Regions from separate parts of the Dromaius novaehollandiae genome. Here region 2 is linked to region 1. Evidence: chromatin contacts called from public Hi-C data. All regions are on one chromosome and are shown on one strand. Each heading gives the region's core, a stretch centred on a gene start, on an enhancer-like site or on the middle of the called end of the contact. The rest is flanking DNA. Distances are from core to core; before and after follow the strand shown. Region 1 overlaps FARP1 (FERM, ARH/RhoGEF and pleckstrin domain protein 1). Region 2 holds the start of FARP1 (FERM, ARH/RhoGEF and pleckstrin domain protein 1).

Region 1 (4,175 bases), core at 528-3,027:
CAGGGATACACTTTCTTTATAGCACTGCTAATTACTTCATTCATTAAAAGTAGTACTATGTTGCTGTGAATGCAAGTTAAGTCTTCATTGCAAACCCACTGCTGAACTTCCCAACTGTACAGTGTACAGTATCATACAGCAGCTTATTTTACGCTCAACTCATAGATAACATTGGTCACATAAGCTAGTGATCTGATGGTTTCAAAAAGGCTCCCCCCTTCTGTAAGTGTACTTGGCAAAAACAACTCTAATGCTCCAATATACATACTTCACATACTGTAAAACACGCATTCAGATTTATCTGATTTCTTTCTGGAGTGTAATTGTTAGATATCTGTAGATTTGGAAGATGATGGTGAGATGCCATCTTCCTTCTCTTCCTGTGGGTTTCTGATAAATTTGAATCTCTACTCCCCTCTAGCTGCTGTTCTGTCTGCGTTTCCATATTATTGCAAGAGGGGACCAGCAGGACTTCCAGTTTTCTTCTCGCTTGCATGCCAGGTCCTTCTCTCTATAAAAATGTTTTGCCACCTACAGTGGCCGCTCTTACTTTAGGCATGCAGCCATCAGTGTTAAATTGATGTAACCCCCAACTGTCTCATTTCTGACCATAGCAGCAGCTGTGCAGCTGGTGTTTTGTTACTTCCATACTGCAGCTCCTGAACAAAACTGCAATAAGCATCCAAGCACTGAATTTCTCTCAAACTCTTACATATGGCATTGCATTGGTGTTTGTTTATCTGAACAGCCATGAAGGTATTTTTGCCACTATGACTTATTACTGAGAAAAAATTCCTGAGTTCTGTAGAAATGAGTGTATTAGGTCCACTTGCACAGCAGGCAGAGCCTCCCAGTTGTCATTGCTGAGCTGAATTTCCATGCACTTTAAGTGATTATTAATAGGAATGCCAGCATGATCTGCAACAGTAAAAACTGATCGTGCAAACCTTGTTCAGCATTACATGTTTGCCGTAGTACAGGTAATCTCACTTCGCTGGCATTTAGATCATTTCTACTCTGCTGCACATTTACAAATGACTTTTACCATCCCTTGTGTTGTTTTAAGTGGAAGGCAGAACGTTCATTTGAGTTCAGTCACTGGATCAGTTCATACAGTTGGTCTGTTGATTTATTTTCTGCTAGTTCAGTTGCTTACTTTGGTTTCAGTCACAAACAAAATGTGCTTAGAATAAATCTAATGCTCATTCTATGAAAGAGTAATTTGTGACTGTAGATTTATAACAGTGAAGTAGGCTATAGCTTAATAATACTATGAAAGTTGCACTGCAGTAAGTAAGCTCATCAATTTGAATCAAAATTTATAGGACTAGTTTCTGAACTCCTGCTACTAAAAATTGTCCAAAGAGCCAGTGAAGGCTCTAGAGGTTGATAATAATGTGCAAGTCCATTCATCACATGGTCATTAGCTGAAATATGGTTCATATTGCTACTGTCCATTAAGTGCTGTAGTGGCCTGGTGTGTTTAAAAAATACTGAACAAATTACTCTTTTTGATTTTCGGTATTGGTGGATGATTCAAGGCATGATACGTATGCGTGCACATTTTAAGCATTGTCCAAATATTCTCTTCTCTTCTGACATATTTGGTCCCTCCAGATTAATGATAATGCAGTACGAGAAAGTCTATACTCTCTTTCATGTTGACATTTGACTCAAGGTTTACCAAGGCCTTCCTCTGCTCTGTAGTTGTTTAAAGCGTTCCAAAATGACTTTGGTGTTGTACAGCGTCACAACCGCATGCTTACGACTTTGTCCCAGAGGTCAAACTGGTAAGTGCAGCTGGTAAGCCTTTTCAGTTTAAAGGCATTTTCCTCACTGCCGGTAGCCTGTTACGATTACATTTGCAAGACCGATTTTTTGACCTTTCCGAGATGCATGTTTGTGAATACAAAAACTCCAGTTAGCTTGCGTACACGGGGGAGGTAAAGGAGCCTTAAATGCCTCCTCTGCTGCAGACCGAATGGAGATTTGGGTGAACAGATAAAAATACCTGCTGTTCTAGGGACTGGGAAAGCAGGCCCCACTGACTCCGTGTAGTTTTGGGAACGCATCCCTGGTCGGGTGTGCCGGCTCTGATCTGGTGAGCGGAAAGGTTGCTGGAACGGACCCGCTCCCTGGGAGACCGCAGGCACCGATGGACCCGGCTCCTTAAATTGCTGGTGAGTGAGTCACGCATTAGAATAGCTGACATTTTTAACAAAACTGCAGCCCTGGGTTTTGGAAAGCTGCTAGGTTTTACAGCACCAGGTACAGTTCTGCTGGATTTCAGTGGCTCTCAGCAGCAGATGGACCTAGGTTAAACTGTTACATTAAAACCAAAACAGCGTGCCTGTGGTGGTCCTCAGCTCCAGAAAGATCATAGGAAGGGTGTTTTCTGCTTGAGATCTGAGGCCTAAACTTGAGGGAACATCAGATGTGCTGTGTTCATGAAAACTGAGTCCAGCTACGATTCCCCTGGTATTTCTGCCCTTCTCCAGCCTCCTGGCGTGGCTGCTGCTCCCAGCCCCATCCTGCAAGAACAACCCCACCAAGGTTGCCCCTTGCCCTCCCCAGCTGTAGCCACTGGGCTAATTAAGAAAAAAAACCCTCCTCTTCCTCCTGCATATCCTGCCCTCTGAAGGAAGTGTGCCATATGTATTTAAAGATCAGATTAGTATATTCAGCAGGATGGTCAGGTTTTCCTGGTGTTATGGAGACTTTTGGTGCTGGAGGGACTATGGGTGTTTGGTCACTGTTGAAAATGGATGTGTAACTACATGCAGAGTGGGTCAGATGACATGCTTTTACATCCTTGGAGAAAGATTTCTTGTATTGATCTCTAGTCTAATCATCATAGAAAATTAAACCAAGGTAGCTCTGCTGTTTTTGTACTTTGCTGGCCATTGACTCTGCTGGCCAGAGCAAAAAGCAAATGAGCCCTTCATTGGTTTTATTTTATATTTACCTGAAGAGGGCTCACACGTAAGTGTTTGCTGAACTGCTTGGAGCTTGTGAGAACAGGAATGGGCTGTGGAAAGGATTCCCCTCCTAGCATAACTGCTTCATGTGATTGCAATGGAAGGAGAGAGCAGCACTGCCCTTTGCAAAGTGCCCAGCTTTAATAGGCAGGTGTTTTTTCAACCTTTTCCCAGCATTATGTCTCCTGTTTTAATATTTTTCCTCCTTCCCTCTTCATTCTCACTGCTTTTATTTCTTCTGGAGGAAAGAGAAGAAGCTGGCCACCTCCTTCACTTTTATTTTGAAATTGTTTCCCCTCCCCTGGCTCACCTTTCAGCTCTCATAATCTGTAAAGGAGTTTGTGTGTATAGTTACCATGAAATGCTTTTTTGATGAGAGGCTCTTGTTCATTGTGTTCAAACTACACAGAATAAGTAATTACTTAAATATTAGACCTTTGTGACATAGTCTGCAAATCATGTTTTACACCGAGATACTTCCTTTTGATCTCGGATACCTTAGCTCTTGGGTAAGAACCAAATTTCTGTATTCTTTTTTCAGTGGTGTTTTACGTAGCCCTGTGTTAGCATCTAGTCCTTGCTAGACTGACTCCTCATTAGGAAATAAAGTTGAGGACTTTAGATAGGCTGTTATTTGACATTTGGAGCTTTATCTTCCTTTCTATTTGTGTAGCTTTGTGTATTTAAAACCCAACTCTAATGCTGAGAAACGCTATCCTATATCAGCATCAGCAAACATTACTAAAAGATGCAAATTCATGTTCTGTTAAGCTCCTTATTTTTCTTAGTCAGTATGGCTCAGTGACTGAACTTTGTTCTTGAGGAGGCTAAGCACTTCAGAGTTTATATAAATACTATTTTTTTTCCAATTGTTATTATTACTGGCTATACTGGACAGGAGAAAAGAAGCCTAACTTAAAGGCAGCACTGTTTTTTCCAGGATCACCAGCGAAAACACCTTCTTAATTTGTACATAGGGTAGACTGGATGTAAAAGATGTCAAGGAAGTAACGTGTATGGAGTCACATAGCACCTCTCCCAGGAATGCTTTCCAAGTATAACTGAATTGTATGCAAACAGCCATTCCAGATGAGATGGTGGTAAGAATAACAGCCACTTACAATCATGGCTTCTTATTCACCTCAGATCTTTGGTTTTGTCCTTCTGCCTGCATTTCTGCCAGTATCACTGAACTTT
Region 2 (4,175 bases), core at 653-3,152, 110 kb before region 1:
GATGATCTCACTCATTTGATGCAGATTACAACAACTCTTTGTTAGGTGGGAATGAAGCATTAGTGATTTGAAAGTGTACATAAAATGCACCAGGAAATTCCAAGTGCTACTGTTGACCCTTGCTGTGCTGCTCTTACCCTAGCTGTACCTTAATTAACAGTTAAAGCTGTTGACATAAGTGTCTGGAAAAAGGTAACTTTTTTATTACTTTAGTGTTTTTTATTCACAGTTCATATTGTTAGAATGTGTATGTTAAACTTTCTTTTTTACAGACAGATCACGGATTTTGTAGGGAAAAAGTCTGCGGGAAATAACAGTGGTTACTATCTTATCAAATACTGACAGCTAAGGACGATTCCCAGCCTTTCAGTCAGTAATCCATGTACTTTGGTTAAGGTTTCAGAACTGTCCAAAGAAATGAAGTTCTCCACTTGATCTCACAAAGTTGGCTGGCACATGCATCCAGGTATCTCTAGTGAGGTGTTTGTGCATAGAGGCATTACTGTCAACAGCAGAGGAATTTGTCTTTTGGGATTAAGCAAGGGCAAGGCTTAGAGGAGAAAATATTTATAGCATTCACATATCTTTTCTCTTTCCCCCAGGGATGAAAACGCAGAGATAGCTGGGCTCCTCAAACGGTCTGTAAATGCTAAATGCTCGGAAGGGAAGCATGGGTCTCGATTACTTTACAAACATTCCTACTTCACTGCTCCCTGCTGGGTCACTGAGTGAACTTCAAAGACCTGAAGTCTTTCCTCTGTATCACTCATAAGTGTGCACTGTCCAGTCATCTTCCAGACAAATTCTGGGTGGAATCTAGGAAGAGGCCTAAAGAGATGCACATCCTAATGCTGCAGCTACGTAAATGGATAACAGTGTTGTAAGGGCAAATAGTTATGCTGGTCCTAAGTGTGTCTGAGAGCCTTTTCACCATAGATCCAGGTCTTCTCTGAGGCAATATACAGCATGTCTGGAAAAGGTGTCCCCCCAGCCCCAGCTTTTGCCTGGTGTTCTCCTTTCGATGCACAGACTGGAGACTTTTTTGAGAAAGCCCTTGAAGCGTGGACTGCTGCTACTTGTTCAGTTTTACAGTGCTGTGGTCTGTGGTCATTTAATGAGGGAGAAAAAATAGGTTACTGACCAGTAACCAGAAAATATGAATACACTGCCTAGCCCTTTGGTTTCTCTGGTGTCCAAGAGTATGGAGTCTTAAAGCATGACTGTGAAGGACTGCCTCTCAGTAAATCACGCGTCCATCTGTTCTCCACTGATTCCTGAAACCTCCTCCTAACCTCCTGCTTTCGGTAGACTCCTACCAAAAGCACCCACCTGAGACGGTCCTACCTCTGGGAGCCGCACTAAATGCACTAAAAAGGGGGGCGCGATGACACAGGGCACCTGCCGCCCGTCGCTCCGGGTCAGCACCCTGCGGCGGGAAGCCAGGCACCCCGCGGCACCGCCGCTTCGCCCCTCGCAGCCCCTGCCCGCACGCCGTTCCCCTCGCAGCCCCTGCCGCACGCCCTGCCCCTCGCCGCGCCCGCTGCCCCCCCAGCGCGGGAGTTAATCCGGGCTTAACCCTTCCCTCACGCCGCCTCGCCACAGGCGGCAGCGCCCACGCCGCGGGCACGGGGGCGCTGCCCACCCCTTCTGCCGGAGAGGAGGGTACGTGCCCTCCCCCGGCACCGCACCTGGCGCAGGGCGGTGGTCGCTCCTCCTCCTCCTCCTGCTCCTTCCCCACGACGGGCTGCCCGAGTCCCTGCGGCCGCGCCGAGGCGGGCGCCCTGCTCCTGCCACTGCCGCTGGCCGCGCCGCACCGAGGCGAGGCGAGCGGCCATGGCGCGCCGCCGCCGCCGCCTGTGAACGCTGGAGGGGGCTCTCGGCCGCCTCCTGCCGCCGGCGGCTCCCCCTCCGGGAGGGGGCAGGGTTAGGGGAGGTGCAGCCGCGGCAGAGCGGCGTCCAGTTCCAGCTCCCCCGGTCGGCGGGCGGCAGCAGGCTGCCCCGGCCCCCGTCGCCTGCCCTCCTTCTCCTCAGCGCCCAGCCCGCCGGACTCTTCCCCCTTGCAAAGCCGGACATGGCGACCCTGCTCCCGCGAGCCCCCCGCTGTCCTCCTCCTCCTCCCCCAGCCGCCACCACTCCTGCCGCCGCCTTCTCCTCCTCCTCCTCCTTCTCCTCCTCCTCCTCCTCCTCCCCGCGGAGCTTTTAATGGCTCGGACCTCCGGCGGCCAAGCCCGACTGCCCCTGCACCAGCCGCAGCGAGGAGAGCCAGCGGGAGCCCGCGCAGCCCCAGCCCCGCGCACGGTAAGGGCGGCACGGCGAACAATGGGGCCGGGCGGCAGCGGGTGGCGCCCGCCCCGCCGGGCACGGCGGCCGGGGCTGCGGGGCGGGCGGCGAGACCCGCCCGCGAGGCGGCGAAGGCGTGGGGCAGCGGCGGCGGCGGGGAGCGACGCCCTGCGCCGGCACCGCCGCCCCCTCCCCCCGGCACCGCCACCCCTCCGCGGGCGGTGACAGCCGCGGGGCCGCGCTGCCCGGTGGACACCCCGCGGGCGCCGCTCAGCCCCGCTTAATGCCATTAGCGCGGGTAATCCGCGGGAGGCACCGCGCCGAGCGGCGCCTGGTCCGCCCTCCCCCGCTTCCCCGCGGCCGGGCGCAGTCCGGACACCGGGCGGCGGCGGCCGGGGCTGCCGCACAACTTAGTGCCTTTTGTTTGGCCCCCGGGCTGGGACGCGGCCCGGCGGCGGGCGGGACGCCCCGGGCGTCCTCGCGGCGGGCCGGGAGCCTTGCGGCGGCTCGCGGTCCCGAACAGAGCTGAGGGGCGCCTTAGCCCTGCCTGCGCCCCCCACTCGCCTTCCCTCAGCTTTCAGCCCCCTTCCTGCCTGGGCTGAGCCGCGATCCTGGCTTACAAAGGGGCCGAGGGGCTGACACGGGGGAGGCGACGCCTCCCGCCTCGGTTTGGGCCAGCCCGGCAGCCCGCCCGGGGCGGCGGGGCGTCTGAGGGCAGCGCGCCGCGGCTCCCGGCGCGGGGGCGGCCCGGGAGAGCTGCCCCGCGGGGGCGGGAGGGAGGCAGGCGGCGGCACCTGGCTCGCCCCGGGGCCAGCGCCGACCCCGGGCTCCCCCAGCCGTTGGGGCGGGGCGGCTCGTGGCGTCGCGCCTGTGGCGGCCGTCGCCGCCCTCCCCGCCGTCGCGCCTAGGGAAGTGCCGCGGTGCGCCTGGCCTCGTGTCGTCGACGCCTCGGCTGTGCTGGAGCTAAAATAAATAAATAAATAAATAAAAGTTCGCCGCTTTCGAAACGGAGTGTTTGTCCACTCATCAGTAGGATCTGTGTCCATAAGGCATTAACTGTAGGGGAAAGGTTTTGATTAAACAACTTTATTTTCAGAGGTGGAGTTTGTGTGCAGTAGGCCTTATCTTTCATGATTCTGTGCCTTTTTTTTTTTCTTAGTACATGCAAACTCTTGTTTTGTTTTTTAAGTTGCTGGATTTGCTTGATTGCTGGCACCAAATAAATGAAACGTGTGGAGTATCTTTTTTAGTCACAGGCTTCGGACAGGGTTTCCTTCAAAGAGATCTGTCCCTGGAGAGTGGAAAGATGATTGCTCTACGGGAACACTATCACTCGGCTGTTTTATTATTTGTATCTCCTACATACTTTGACTCTTGCTCCATGTATTGCTTCCAATACATATTTACAGTAAGCAGTTGATATTGGAGTCCAGCCAACAGAAATAAAATTCTTGAGGAATGCAGTTAAGAAAAGCACCAAGCATTCCTCTGAATTAATATATCTCTTTCTTGCACTTAGCCATGTTCGTTTCAGCATTCTGGTGTCTCGCTAATTTGTGGATTTGAGTCACCTAGAAATGGTCCTGCATACCAAGAAAGTACAAAATCCTCTTAGCTATGCCTCACGTGTCCAACCTGCCAGGATCTTGAAACTCTTAGCTGATTGACATGAAGTGAACTGTGTTTGCTATGCCCACTGCATTGCATGCTGGGACTTGTAGTTGGCCAGACTTGCACTTCACTCGAAACGTTCATGTTTAAGGACCAAGCTGTTCACGTGGCCAGGTGAAAGCTTATTTTCCCATTTTAGCCTAGCCTTCCATATCAGGAGTGTTCTGCTCCGAGCAAATTGTAATTACTCTGGGACTTTGCTTTTTAATTCAAAACTTAGTTTT

Evidence for each region. Hi-C and Micro-C count contacts between places; a contact is called where the count stands out from the background.
Region 2: a Hi-C map of liver shows a contact between it and region 1, with 8 times the contacts expected there. The contact joins the promoter of FARP1 here to the enhancer-like site in region 1. A contact is called at or near these places in 2 of 4 Hi-C or Micro-C datasets (brain and liver).

The regions. Positions count from the first base shown.
Region 1 is chr1:162,092,178-162,096,352 of bDroNov1.hap1, reverse strand. All of the region lies in intron 2 of FARP1 (FERM, ARH/RhoGEF and pleckstrin domain protein 1), which reads left to right. Among named protein-coding and RNA genes, the nearest start is that of FARP1, 110 kb to the left of the region's middle. Within about 2 kb of position 1,777, at least 1 of the 2 cell types and tissues checked has open chromatin away from gene starts, as enhancers often do.
Region 2 is chr1:162,197,683-162,201,857 of bDroNov1.hap1, reverse strand. It overlaps FARP1 (FERM, ARH/RhoGEF and pleckstrin domain protein 1), which reads left to right and starts at 1,902. Exons shown (of 27, transcript XM_064504545.1): 1 at 1,902-2,298. It overlaps LOC112994825 (a long non-coding RNA gene), which reads right to left and starts at 1,872. Exons shown (of 4, transcript XR_003262033.2): 1 at 1,689-1,872.